Linked DNA regions of Podarcis muralis: region 1 is linked to region 2. The links are chromatin contacts, called in public Hi-C maps. All regions are on one chromosome and are shown on one strand. Each heading gives the region's core, a stretch centred on a gene start, on an enhancer-like site or on the middle of the called end of the contact. The rest is flanking DNA. Distances are from core to core; before and after follow the strand shown.

The links. A called contact is a pair of places that touch in the nucleus more often than the background predicts.
Region 1: a contact with region 2 is called in a Hi-C map of tail, with 2.6 times the contacts expected there. The contact joins the promoter of COPS5 here to the promoter of ARFGEF1 in region 2. A contact is called at or near these places in 2 of 3 Hi-C or Micro-C datasets (blood and tail).

The regions. Positions count from the first base shown.
Region 1 is chr8:34,382,520-34,389,199 of rPodMur119.hap1.1, forward strand. It overlaps COPS5 (COP9 signalosome subunit 5), which reads left to right and starts at 4,129. Exons shown (of 8, transcript XM_028736797.2): 1 at 4,129-4,413; 2 at 6,263-6,497. The coding sequence starts at 4,262. All of the region lies in intron 1 of CSPP1 (centrosome and spindle pole associated protein 1), which reads right to left.
Region 2 is chr8:34,250,878-34,258,077 of rPodMur119.hap1.1, forward strand. ARFGEF1 (ARF guanine nucleotide exchange factor 1) reads left to right here and starts at 5,156. Exons shown (of 39, transcript XM_028736768.2): 1 at 5,156-5,995. The coding sequence starts at 5,872.

The DNA of each region.
Region 1 (6,680 bases), core at 2,879-5,378, 130 kb after region 2:
GCCAATCTTATAGTTTGGTCCTAGTATTCACACCAAGTTATTATTATTTATTTAATTATATACCGCCCTATACCTGGGGGTCTCAGGGCGGTTCACAGAATAATTGTAATCCCTGCAAAGGAAGAAGTTTGGCTAAAGCGTAGCATAAGCGTTTCCTCATGAGCAGTATCCCTTGAAAGCCCCCAGTGGGAAAAGATTCTACAACAAAACCTCAGAACTCCTCTCCTGCCTCCCTGCAGCAGTATGATGGTTATACGTATTGGAAACTGCAGCATTGTTGTCAAAGTTTGGTATATGGCAAGCAAGTAATATTGAACCACAGAGAGAACTTGACCTTCAAACAGAGATGGCCTGGATTTACCAGAAATGCCTTGCCAGATGGTACTGTTACAAAAATGGCAACAGCAGAGCTTTTCATCGCCACAAACACTGTCAGGTTCTTTGAACAGAACCCCTGCTGCTCAGTTGTTCAGCATCAGTGCCAGTTGAATATCTACCCTTGAACTTCACCAACCACCTGCCTAATGTAAACCAGACTCGACAACAAGGTGGAGGTGATCGCCAAAGAGAAACCACTCCAATAGGTTGCAGCAGTTGTCAAGCAGGGCCAATCCATCAGCATTCTACTGAAAGGTCAGTTCTGTCAGGCTCCTCAATCCTGGAACTGTTTTCATTCCAGCTGGTCACTATAAAAACTGCTATTTAACTTTGGTGTCTGAGTTTGCTTTACCCACCTCTTTCCTCCCCATCCTTTTTTCATTTTGTGTCATGTATTTTAGATTACAAAACTTATTTTTTATTGATAATATGTAAGCTACTCTGGAAGCCTTTTTGGCTGAACAGCAGAGTAAAAATGCACTAAATAAGCCATGCTAGTGACAAAAGGTCAACCTGCTTTTTCACCAGTCCAGTCAGGTCACTGAAAGAGCAGCCTGCATGGTCAATGAGAGTGGGAATCAGATATCCTTTAAGAGATTTCTACAGTTAGTTCCACCAATGTCACCACAGGGAAAGCCTCATTTACCAGACCATTGCTTTGGCAGTGATATCACAAAAAGAGGGAGCTGTGGCTTCAGAAGATAATGATCCAACTATGCCAGTGTTATTTAACACACCTGCAGTGCTGGAGCTAGAGGATATGCCCCAGGTGGCAGCAAATATCATTCTGCCCTGAGTCATGTCTACTCAGAAGCAAGCATTCAATGGGGCTTACTTCCAGGTAAATAAGGGTTAGTAAGAGAACTGCAATTTTAATCATGGCAGTTCATAAGTCAGCCCTACTGAATTCAACTGAGGCAGCAGCAGTGCAGTCTTTTGCCCTCTGCAGCAAAATTTATAAAGCCTGCACTGCACACTCAACAAGTGGCCCACCTGTTTCTAGACTGGTGCTGAATATATTGGAAATGCATTCCCAACCTCAACTTTTACTTGGTAAAAACCTCTATTTGTTACTAAGGCCAAGAAGCCACCTTTCACAGCTATTTATTGCAGCCCATAACAATGAACCGAGATTGCCTCAAAACCACTCCTTGAAGAAATCTATATGCAATAGTCTGACTAACAGATTCACTAGCAAACCAGTTTGTAAATGAAACAGACTTCTATTCACTAAATGGTGGAAATGATCACTGGCCTTCAGATATATTATTTGTTGGCTTTAATGCTTTCGAAACGTTTCACACTACCACTAGCCATTCCTTAATACTAAAGTTACAATCCCTTGTACACTTATTAGTAAGTACCACTGCACTCGGCCGCATTTGCTTCTGAGTAAACATACTTACAATCACATTGTATGTATTTTGGGAGGTATTCATAAAGCTAGACGCTTATGACAAAACTGTCTTGACCGTCCATAAGAAGAGTCCCTTGAACAGATGCTGTTCATTCATGGGCTGGTAACTTTACATATTTTCGTCTTTGAAGCCCTTCTTCACATCCATGCGAAATGGTTAAGGCGCCACAGATACCCGAGAGCAGAAACCTTCCCTATCTCCAGGCATCAACAAAGGGAGTCACAGAATAGGGGAGGTTGAGGAAAGAAAGGGTGGGCTCGGAAGAGAAGAGCAACTGTTGCTTCCGCGCCTGCCCAGGGCGTCGGTCTCTTTAAGAAGCTATACGGCGTTGTTAGGCAACCAGATTACAACAAAAACCGGGGCCTCTCCGCACTCCTGGACCCGCGCAGTCTGCGCTCCTCTACAGAAAGGCACAACTCCCAGTCCGAGGAATAAGACTTCAAGGTGCAACATTCCCCCCCACCCAAAAAAAAGAGGATTTTGCGCGCACAAAAACTCCCCCCTACCCGAGCGAAGCCCCTCGAGGAGAGCCCCAAACTCCCCCCCAAACTCTTAAAGGATGCATGCGGGGACTTCCCTCAGCACCCCGCGCGCGCCAAGACGCCCCTTCCTCACCCTCGTCTACTTAGGGCGAATATTCCACCCCCGGGGAAGTGGGATGCGCTCTTCTTTGCGCGCACTTCCCAACCCTCTCCAGAGAGCGACCCAAGTTACCGGACGGGTGCGCGCCTCTCTCTCTCGTCCGAGGTCTTTGGAGCTGCAGCCGCTCGGAACCCGCCCGAAACGCACCTCTCTCTCCGGAGAGGCCCAGCCGCCGGCGGGTTGTCAAACAGCTGCTACGGCAGCGCCTCCCGTCGCCTCGCCTCGCCGCTCCGCCGAAGTCGCTCCAGCCCTCCGCCTTCTCGGGGAGGAGCCAGCCTAACGGCCGGAGAGGGGACGGGGCTGCCGCGCACGAACAGCTCCCTCTGGTGCTTGTCGCCAAGTGGAAACCCGGCCTAAAACCTGTAGCTGAGTAGAACAGCGCCTTAAGGGGGTTTTGTCTCCTGGAAAGGAAAGGTGCTAAGTGCTACTCCTTTAGCACTCCTTTAAAGTGCCTCCTTTAAATCCTTTTAACATCAGGTGTTTTGAGAGTTGCGCGTGGTTGCACAGCAGCGAAGGGCAGGCGCTCTGTGCATGCTCGGAGAAACATGCTTTTTTTTTTTTTTTTTTGCTATCACTTCGTCGCGGGGCGAGTGCAAACGGCACAATCAAAGGCTAGCTAGGCAATGTTGTTGGAAACGGAGGTGTTTGTATTCCGCACCCTGGAATATAGGCGTGATGTTCTTTCACTTTCTTGAATGGCCAGATCTCTCCTCAATATAGAGATAGATAAGAACACACTCTCTCTGCACTTGACTATATTAGGGGAAAATCTAGAAGCTCTGTTTCTAAGCAAATAAGAGTTAAAGAACACGCCCCTATGCCCTATATTATTCCCTCAGAGAATTCTGGGCACTGTAGTTTGTTAAGGGTTGCTGGGAATTGTAAGCGAGGGATAAATGTACAGTACTTAAAAAAAGGTACGTATAGTGCGTGCACAGTCTTAAAAGTATGGTGTGTACACAGAGTCAAGAACAACACGGTGATGCAGAATATGAGGAGTGCCTCAACAGATGAAAATGCATTGATTATGGTGGAGCAGAGAAGGGGATTGTTTACAAATATTATTCCGGCTTCCTTCGATGCGTTCTTATATGTTCTTTCAAAACAAAGCTCAATAGAATAGATTAACAGGGAACGTTTCATAGAATAGAATTTTAAGAGTTGAAAGGGATCTCGGGTGTCACGTAGTGCTCAACGCAGAACCCACAATGCAGGAGGGGACTCCTGCTCCCCTGACAGGTGGCAGCCCAGCCTCTGGTTTTAAATTTCAGAGGTGAAAGCTATAAGCGGGAAGGCATACCCCATAATGCGCCATTGGGATGTCATGTTTTTTAGATACCAGAAACTCACTTTAAAATGTGGAGTAGTTTGCCCTCACAAATAAAAGGCGGGCTTTGCGATGGCAGGGAAGACGTGGATATAATTTTTTCTTTCCTGGAATTCAGACGTGGGGTGGGAATAATTATTTCGGGGCAGAGCGGGTTAATGACTGACTCGCAGGAGGGCTCGTGCCACGACGCCTCTCCTCGATGGGCAACCCCGTCCCTGCGAAAAGACTGGGATGGCCGTTCTCCGCGCGGGAGGCTAATTCCACCGTTTCTCGCTAGGGGGCGGGCGAGCCAGCTCGAGGCGTCGCGGAGCGGGCGGAACCATTCGCGGGGGACTCTCTATCCCCGCCCAGCCCGCTTGCCCAGCGCCTACACCCACTTCCGCCGCGCTTGCTTCGCTCTGTTGCGGCAAGCAGGCCGGGAGGCTCGACTGCCCGGAGGGTCTATCATCGGCTAGCAGGGCCCGGCTCGGCTCGGCCTGAGGAACCCGGTGAGATGGCAGCGGCCGGCCCTTCCGGGAGCGGGATGGCCCAGAAGACGTGGGAGATGGCCAACAACATGCAGGAGGCGCAGAGCATCGATGAGATCTATAAGTACGACCGCAAGCAGCAGCAGGAGATCCTGGCGGCGAAGCCGTGGACCAAGGAGTAAGTGAGCGGGTGGGCAAAGCGGGGGAGGATCAAAGGACTCGGCCCGGACCCCGGTGCTGTTTGGTCCCGGGAGAGGAAGGGCGAGGGGCTGTGATGATGCACCTGCCCTAGATATTACCTCTCATGTAGGACTTGACAAGAAGAGGTAGAGGTGAGTAAGAGGAAAGATCAAAATGCAAAACTCTGGACAGGTGCAGGTAAGAAAGATTGCCTCTTGGAGGTCTTAAGAGAAGAAAAAGTAACAAGTCTTGACAGTCGTTTGTAAAGATGGGGTGAACGAGGGAAGGCGGGGAGTCAAAGTTAAATCCAAGGAAAGTAGAAATGATGGGTGAATGCCCCATATCAACACACAGACACGCCATGACTCCTTCATTTTGACACTGAGTGAAGGCAAGGCGGGGGGGGGGGGTTATGAAATGGAAAAACAAGCAGCCTCCCAAGAACAAATGTTACTAGCAAATGAAACGTCTTAAAATGTTGTATGCTGAGAAGTCAAAGGCCTCTTCTGGGAGAAAATAAGTAACCCACACACTTCTGGAACTCCCCCTTCTCACAATTTTCTAGCTATTCCCAAATGTGTGAGGGGTCAGTCATTCTGTCTTAATTGAAGCAGGATTATGTACCTGGGTTTCTCACATCCACACAATTTACTGCTGTACAACATAGGTTGCTTGTTACATTAAGAGAGAAACATTTTGTTCTTTTGAAATCTGGATCTATTTTATTAGTTTGAAATATTTATTTGCCACCCTATAACCATGTTCTCTGGGTGCCATACAACAAATATAAAGGCGATTAAAATATGCATAATAAATCTATAAAATATATATCATTAAAAATCCATAGCTCTAGTGATAATGTTTTTTTGTAGCAGGAACAGATTTAAAGGCCTGGAACAATGAAAAGATTTTACTGAAATGACATCAGATTAGGCATGTGGTGAGCCTCTTTGGAGAGAGCATTTTATAGCCAGGCTACCATAAATGAAAACACCTTTTTGTCAGTAGCTACCATATGCACCTCCTGAAGAAGGACCGTAGAAGATCTTATGGTTTAAGTAGGTGCATATGGGTATGTACTATACTGTTGAGTATATCTGTAACCTCTGTGTTTAGCTATTGCAATTCTCCAGCTTCACCTGGTATGCCATCTATTCCTGACCACTATAGTCCTTGTATTGATAATCCCAAGACTGGATTACTGCAATGTGCTCTGTGTAGGGCTGGCCTTGGGCCTGGTACTGAAACTCCAGCTAGTGCAGTGTTGCAGCTAGACTGCTGAGGAAGGCAAATGGCCAACAGAATTTGACACCTCTGCTAAAATATTTGGCTGCCCACATGCCGCCAAGCCAGGTTCAAATTTCTTGTACAGTATTGAGGCCTTACATCACTCTGATAAGTACTCTTAGTTGTCCTCTTTGTTACAGATGCCCAACTTAATTCAGCTAGAAGTATTTAGTGTCCCTGGTCCCATGCGAAGATTCAGCAGGCATTCTCACTGCTAACTTTCAGATGTCTCAAATATGTTTTTATTAAGATAGTGCTTTACATTCAGTGATTTAAATTTTCCAAAGGTGGGCCAGTCATTTTTGTGATTATTTTGTATTTTTTATGGTGGCATTGTTTTTATTGCCTCTGCATACTGCTGTACACCACCTTGGTATTTCATATCTGGTTGATTTAAAAAATATTTTTTATAAACAAAATCTTGTCCCGTATCATTTTATTGATTCTGAGTTTCAGGGTGAGCTCTCTTGCCTTAAATCATCTATTGTACTTTGTGTTTCTTCTTTTCCTTTTCTGTCATAATAGATATTGTGCTAAGCTCTTTTGTTTTTCCATTGCAGTCACCACTATTTCAAGTACTGCAAGATCTCTGCTCTGGCCCTCCTGAAGATGGTCATGCATGCTAGGTCAGGAGGCAATTTGGAAGTGATGGGCTTAATGCTTGGAAAAGTGGATGGCGAAACTATGATTATCATGGACAGCTTTGCTTTACCAGTCGAAGGCACTGAAACACGAGTTAACGCTCAGGCTGCTGCATATGAATATATGGCTGCGTATATAGAAAATGCAAAGCAGGTAAAAAGGGAAGACTGATTTCCTTTTAGCAAATTAGCATTGTGTTAAAACTGTTTATAATCACATCTGGGATTGGAGACACCTCAGTTTGTAATTTATGAACAACATGTGTTGCCCTTAACCCCAATATGCTGTCACTTACACCACCAGTTGAGTATAAGTTTGGATCAGATTTAGTTCAGA
Region 2 (7,200 bases), core at 3,906-6,405:
TGAATATGAGTTGCGCTTTCCCCTTTCTTTCACCTTCCAATTTTCATCCTAATCAGTTTCCGCTCTACAAGACATCCATATATTTTATCCTGGCAACATCACGTCAGCTTCAGAAATCTTCAGATGTGCTTTGTGCCGGTAAGTAAAAAATCCAGTATTCCCCACTCAATATCCAAAATTATTTTGCAATCTAATAACTGGATCATTAAACTCAACACACACCATTTAAATCTTACTGTGGAGTGTGGGCACAGGCATTTTGGGTTGTATCCAATGTTGTTCCTACTCAGCATAGGCCCATTGGAATTAAAGGAAACAACTAACTTAGGTTCATTAATTTAAATAAGTCTATTCTAGTAAAACTTTGTTGGATACAGTCCTCTGTTTATAAAGAGGTAGGATTTTAAAAGTATGAGGAATAAATGGTGAATTCTATTTAGAGAATCCTATAAATCAAGTTTCTCCAACTATGGGTCTTCATATTTTTGTTGGACTACAACTCCCATCATTCTGAGCCAGCATGTTCAGTGTCTTTATAAATGACAAAGGGATTGTGGGGATGCTTATCAACTCTGCAGTTTACACCAAACTGGGAGGGCTAGCTAATGCTGCAGAAGATTCAAAATTACCTTAACAGATTGGAGAACAGGGCCCAAACTAACAATGAATTTCAGTAGGGACGAATGTAAACATCTGCATTTAGGCAGGAAGAACTAGATGGCTTTATTTCATCGGGAACTCACCAGAACTCAATTCTGGCACCTCTCAGGTGGGAGCCATTGCCATTCTAAGAGAATGAGGGAGGCATTCATGGTAAATTCCGGCACCTCTTTTTCTATAAAAAAATAGCACTGGGGATATCTGGCTTACTAGCAGTACATGTGAAAAGGACCTAAGGGTCTTAGTGGACCAGACGCTTACCATGAGTCAACAGTGTGATGCTGCAGCAAAAAATGCTAATGTTATTTTAGGCAGCATCAACTCAAATATTGTGTCCAGATCAAGTGAAGTAATAGTACCACTCTATTCTGCATTGGTCAAACCACACTTGAATACTGTCCAATTCTCGACACCACAATTTAAGGATATTGACAAGCTGGAATGTGTGCAGAGGAGGGCAACCAAGATAAACAAGCCTTATGAGGAACAATGGAAGGAGCTTGGTATGTTTCTCCTGGAAAACAGACTGAGAGGAGACAAGACATCCATCTTCAAATATCTAATGGGTTGTCACAGGGAAGACGGAACAAGCTTGTTTTCTCCTGTTCTAGCGGATTGGACCCGAACCAATGGCTTCAAGTTACAAAAAAAATATGGAAAATCTTTCTGACAGTAAGAGCTTTTTGGCAGTGGAACAGTCTCCTTCAGGTTGTGGACTCTCCTTCCTTGGAGGTTTTTAAGTAGAAGTTGCAAGTCTTGGATGCTTTAGTTGAGATTTCAGCCTTGCAGGGGATTGGACTAGATGACCCTTGGGGTTCCTTCCAACTATACGATTCTATGATTGCATGAATACCTCTTGGTGATTTCCCTCCCATGTTGCCACAACAGTGGTGACAAATTTAATATCCTGGGCCTGATATGCCATGCCTGGATCGGGGCCCTGCAACCCCCTCCCCAGTCTATTGCCAGGAATTCCTGCTTATGTATCCATATTAACTCATTCTAGGGCTGCTGCAAATATATTGTAAAGATACATTGTCTCGATATTTTAATGTGGAATCCACAATTTTCTGCCTCCACTGCAGGCTTCCCCCAGGGATCTGGTTGGCCACTGTGGTAACAGGATACAGGACTAGATGGTCCAGCAGATGTACCAGAACCAAGCAAAAAGCTTGCCAACACTGAATATGTAGAAGTGCACACACCACATATAATAGCTCATTGTCAAAACCAGTTGGTAATTGCAGAGTAATTTTCCTTCCAAATAACCACAGTGACACCTAAACAAGCCCTGCCTAAATTGCTTTAAATGAGAGGGAGATTGGCTAAAGATTAAAAGGGACCATTGTTGATGCTGCTGCCATTGGAGTCCCTCCACTCCATGGACCAATGTTCTGCCATTAAAGCTGCAGCATTGCTGCTACTTGCCTCCACTATTCACTCACTCCCATACTCCCATTGATGCTAATATGGCTCCTTTAGTAATTGCTGCTGCCCCTGGATAAACATATTGGTGAGGAAGAGTGAGTGAGGTGACTGACTGAAGGCAGAAGTGAGCAGACATACTGCACCTTTCCAACCCATACTGTCAAGCGGGGATTGGTGTCATGTGCTCAGACCATCTTGACCCATGGAGTAACCTGACTGCTAAAATCTGTGCCAGCTGCAGTTTCCAAACGATTTAAAAAGGCAGCCATATATATAACACATTTCAGTAGGCTAACCTAGAAGTTACTAGGACATAGGCTACAGAAGTTAGGCTATCCCTGTCCAGATAGCGACACAACTGAAGCTGATGGAAGGCACGTCACACTACTGAAGTCACTTGAGCTTCAAGCAACAGTAATGGATCCAGAAGTATCCCATGCCTGCTACTTCAGAGGGAGTGCAATCCATTCCAGAATAAGCCATGGCCCACCCATTCAGTCTTGGGAACCGCCCATGAAGAACACTTCAGTCTTAACAGTATTAAGCTTCAGCTTTAGCTTCATCCAGTCCATAGCCAAGGCCAGACATCCATAGGCATTGATCCAATGATTTCTTTAGACCTAATGGGATTATTTAAAAAAACCACAAAACTTTTCTTTTAAAGTATAGCAGACCCCCTGAGTCACATCACAAATTGTTTTGGATCCTGGCCATGAATTGTTAACACAGGGAAACTGATAGGGCAAAGACAACCGCAGGGGAAAGCAACAGTGCATTTTGCAGAAATAAGGCACTATGCTATCAAGCCAAAAATTACTCCCCCTGCCCCATAAAGGTCTTTTATTTGTGATTGCCTGTCACTTATAGCCTATAATTTCTCCACGTTCATCTAGTGGCCAGGAGCCTTCTGACCACTTCATTTTTCTTAGGCCAAACATTTATGAGAATTGCTATTGGTCCCTGACATTTTAGACTTATAAAATGGTGACAGATATTTTCACAACCCAGGCTTTAAGGAATTAAAAAGCCAGCCATACACACAGGCACACGAGTTGTAGATGGCATCTCAGTATTTCAGAGAATTAATAATTTTAAGTGTTTCAGTCAAAGAGAAAAAAGCTGGCAGTTAATAACATTGGTACTCCTTATTTTTACTTTGACAAACATTTTCTGTGACTCAGGCCTTACATTATATTGTATTTATACTATGTAATTTATTAAATATACTAAAAAGCTGTGTCAATCTACTTAATAAAAACAAAATTAAAGCATGACTGAAGTTTTTTTGGCATCGCTACCTATCCAAAAGTGTAAATTGCAATTCTCAGACTGCATACACAGTATATTAATTTTATCTTTTGAGCACAACTTGAATAGTCTAGAATTAAGACAATTAGACCAAAAGGATCATTAAATACCTGTAGAGTGGAGCATGGGTATCTGTGCTAGAGGTGATTGTGTGTGGATTAATTTAAACTAGGTTTCCAGGGACAATGCGTCAGGTTATTTGAGGAACAGCTTTCTCTATGTACCTGCAGCTACTTTAGCAACTGCATGCGCCCAGCAAAGAGAGAAATTTCAGAGTGAAATTTTAAAGCACTTTACTTTGGCTGGGTAGACTCCCTAATATATTATGACAAAAATGTAAAAATAGTAGGTGCTTCTCTCCCTCTTAAATGTGAGACCTAGAAGCAGATCCACAGAGTGTAGTTCTACCTGAGGATTTCGGCAAAGTATACAAAAACTAGAAAAGTAGGGTAGGAAAACAGGTACAACATGATTTGGTTTAACTTATATTGCCTCTAATTCTAATTGTATTAATTCACTCTTCAATTTTTGCCCTCAAAAAGGGGGACAGGAAGACCTGCCAGTTATTGAACCTTGACTTTTGGTATTGAAAGCATGTACGCTAGCACACTGCTCGCTGATGTCTTTCACAGCTAAATGAAAATGCTAGAAAACAAGTCTGGAACATGTGGCATCCAGGTATGTTTTAAAAATGGTTTTACCACTTTCTTAATGCCATTCCACTACACAAATTGTAGGGTTAGATGATAGGTCTGGTGGTTATCCATGCTTGGTGTAAAGCAGGGGTCTGCAACCTTTAAGACAAAAAGAGCCACTTGGACCCGTTTTCGAAGGAAAAAAAACTGGGAGCCGCATTGCGACATTTAAAACAAATATAACACTGCATATATTGTTTCTTACCTTAATGCTATATATACAGGATCGTAACGCACGCAACCACCCCCATGCGACGTCATAGCCAGTACAGCGCCCGCCACAGTGGGGAGTGTCGGGGCACACAATGCGCCTCCTCCCTCGCTAGTATCCGCCCCAGAGCCGCGGCAAAGGTGTAAAAGAGCCACATGCGGCTCCGGAGCCGCGGGTTGCAGACCCCTGGTGTAAAGCCATGATTCACAGCATGCAAACAGGCTTTCCTAAGAAAGTTCAGTCAGTTGCTAGGGCTATGTAAATTGATTACTGGCTATCTCTCAGCTTTTTTCTTAGGTGTGGCTTAACTGGACAACATGAAGAAACTTCCATTTGTTCATTCACCCTGACTGCAATCCCAGCCATACTTACTTTGAAATAATGGGCTTTAGTTTCCAGTAATAAATGAGGTGACATGGCTGTGTGAGTCTGTTACAGTAAACATATATAAGGTATATTGTGGCATCTTCAAACCCAACATATTGTGGCATAATTCTTTATGGAATAGAACCCACCATTAGTTGCATAAAGAGTGTGTGTAATATATGATAAATGTTCTTGTATATAATGTTGTATTTGACAAAGAGAACTCTAGTCCACAAAAGTTTGTATCACAGTTTTTAAGGTTCCACTTCTTGGTTTGCCTCCAAAACGTTAAGAGCTCACAGTCAGTGTCATTTCTATGCAATCTTCAAACGACCACACACAAAAAAAAGCACAGTGGCCGGCAAACCCCCTTGCGATTTGCCCCATCACCACTGAGCGAGCAGTGAGACATATCTGCCCGAAGGGAGGCATGGGGGAGAAGGCGGGGCTCCAATCCGAGGTAACAAGCAGACCAGGGCGAGCTTCCTTTGGCTAGCCGGAAGGAGTCTCTGCCACCACCGGGAAGCGTCTGAGGGGAAATCCGAAGTGACAGGGGCAAAGGAGAGAGAAACCCCCGCCGCGTAGGAACTCCGTGAGGGAGGCTGAGCGCGCTCTGGTCTGCAGCCTCGGCGCCGCTCAGCCTCTTTCCCCCATTGCTCTCAGAGGCAGGAGGCGGCGGCGGCGGCGAGGCCCCTCCCCTGCTCACACCTGTAGCGCGGGGCCGGCCGCCTGTCCCGGCTCAGCCTCGCCAGCGCTGCTGGTGGTGTTGCTCGCTCCCTGCGGCTGCGCCTCCTCCCGGTCTTGGAGAAACAGCAGCAGCCAGCCGCCGCTGCCGCTTCCTCCTCTGCAGCCACTCGGGCCGCGGCGGCCTTGACGTCGTTTCCTTCCAACATGGCGAGCGCAGGAGGAGGTTGCTGCTGCTGCTGCTGCCGCCGCCGCTGCTATTGCTCCTACTGCCGCCGCCGCCGCTGCTGCTAATGGAGGCGGAGGCCAGCCGGCTCTGAGGGCTGCGCGTTCTCCGGAGGGCCGGTTCTCCTTTCCCCCCACCCCGAGCGAGGTCCGCAGTCGCCGTTCTTGCCCGAGCCCAGCCCGGAGGTGGGAAGAAGCTGCGCTTGGGGCTCCTTCGCCAGGGGTGCCGCCCGGGCAGCTGCGGCGAGAGGCACCGAACCAGCTCCCTCTTCTCCCCTCTCCCCCTGCGTCCCCATGTATGAGGGGAAGAAGACAAAAAACATGTTCCTGACCCGGGCCTTGGAGAAGATCCTGGCCGACAAGGAGGTGAAGAAGGCGCACCATTCCCAGCTGCGCAAAGCCTGCGAGGTGGCCCTAGGTAAATCTGGGGAGCTGCGGGGAGAGAGGAGGAGGCGGCGGCGGCGGCGCAGGGAGCCCGAGGCACCTGCAGAGGGGAAGGGAAGGCAGGCCGGGGCCTTGCTCTGGATTAGGGCAGCTGTCATTGTGGGGACGAGGCTGGCCGGGGAAGGGGAGAGGAGTGGCTGGCTGGCTGGGTGCGCCGAGCGGGGCGACAAAAGGCGGCTGTTCGGAGCAGGTTTCGGGGAGAGGAGGTCAGTGCTGATGCATGAGGCGGGCCTTTGTGGTGAGGTTTGGACGTGGCGGTGGGAGAAGATGAAAGGCCGTGTGTTTGTGCGCTACGTTAGTCTCGGGGAGGGAAGTTGTCCCCCGTGCGGTGTGTTTTTTTTGGGGGGGGGGGGAGCTGAAGGCGCGTGCGTTATTGGGAAGCTTTGGCTTTGTTGACAAGGAAATGCAGGCGGTTGCCTTGACACACGGCTTTTCTCTTTCGCTGCCTCCTTGGCGCACCTACACACCCTGCATGAATAGGCAGAGAAGGTGTGTAGAGAGCTGACCTGGAAGAACAAGGCCGCCGGGGAGGAGGAGGAGGGAGCAGGTGACGGGCGGGAGGAGGAGGAGGAGGAGGCGAGGACGGAAGCCGAAGAGAGGCGGACGGTGGAAAACAGGGACAGTGACACCCTGTCAGCATTTAAAATTGATGCCTGCTCTTTGAATTGAGAGGCTGTTGTGTAGCAAGGGAGAATGACAGCAGGGAGGGATGCAGTGGTACAAGGAGTCTTTTATAATACATCAGCCCAGGAAAAATAAGGCCGCTGGGTGGAGGAGTTTCTTTCATGTATCATGTGGTTATTTCATTCTGAATAAAAGGAAATATTGGAATGACAAGGTGAGCTACTTGTCCAGGTTATTAGATTGGGGCTTAAACCCTCCACTGAAGTTTTCAGAGACAATTGAATCGCTTTATTAGGACATTGTTGTTGTTTTTATATATTTAATTATACTCCACCTTTTTCCCTGTCAGGACTCAAGGCAGCTTACATATAAAAATGAGAGCTGCTAAAAACATAGAAAACCTGATACACAGTTATTATATGAGGGAAGGCAAAAATAAATAAATAAATGCATCTATGGACTGAGTTGACCCATGCATCCATGGACTGAGTTTAAAAGCAGGGAAGTACGGTAAAATACTTGTTAGATCTATAACAATTGGCAAGTCATTTCCCC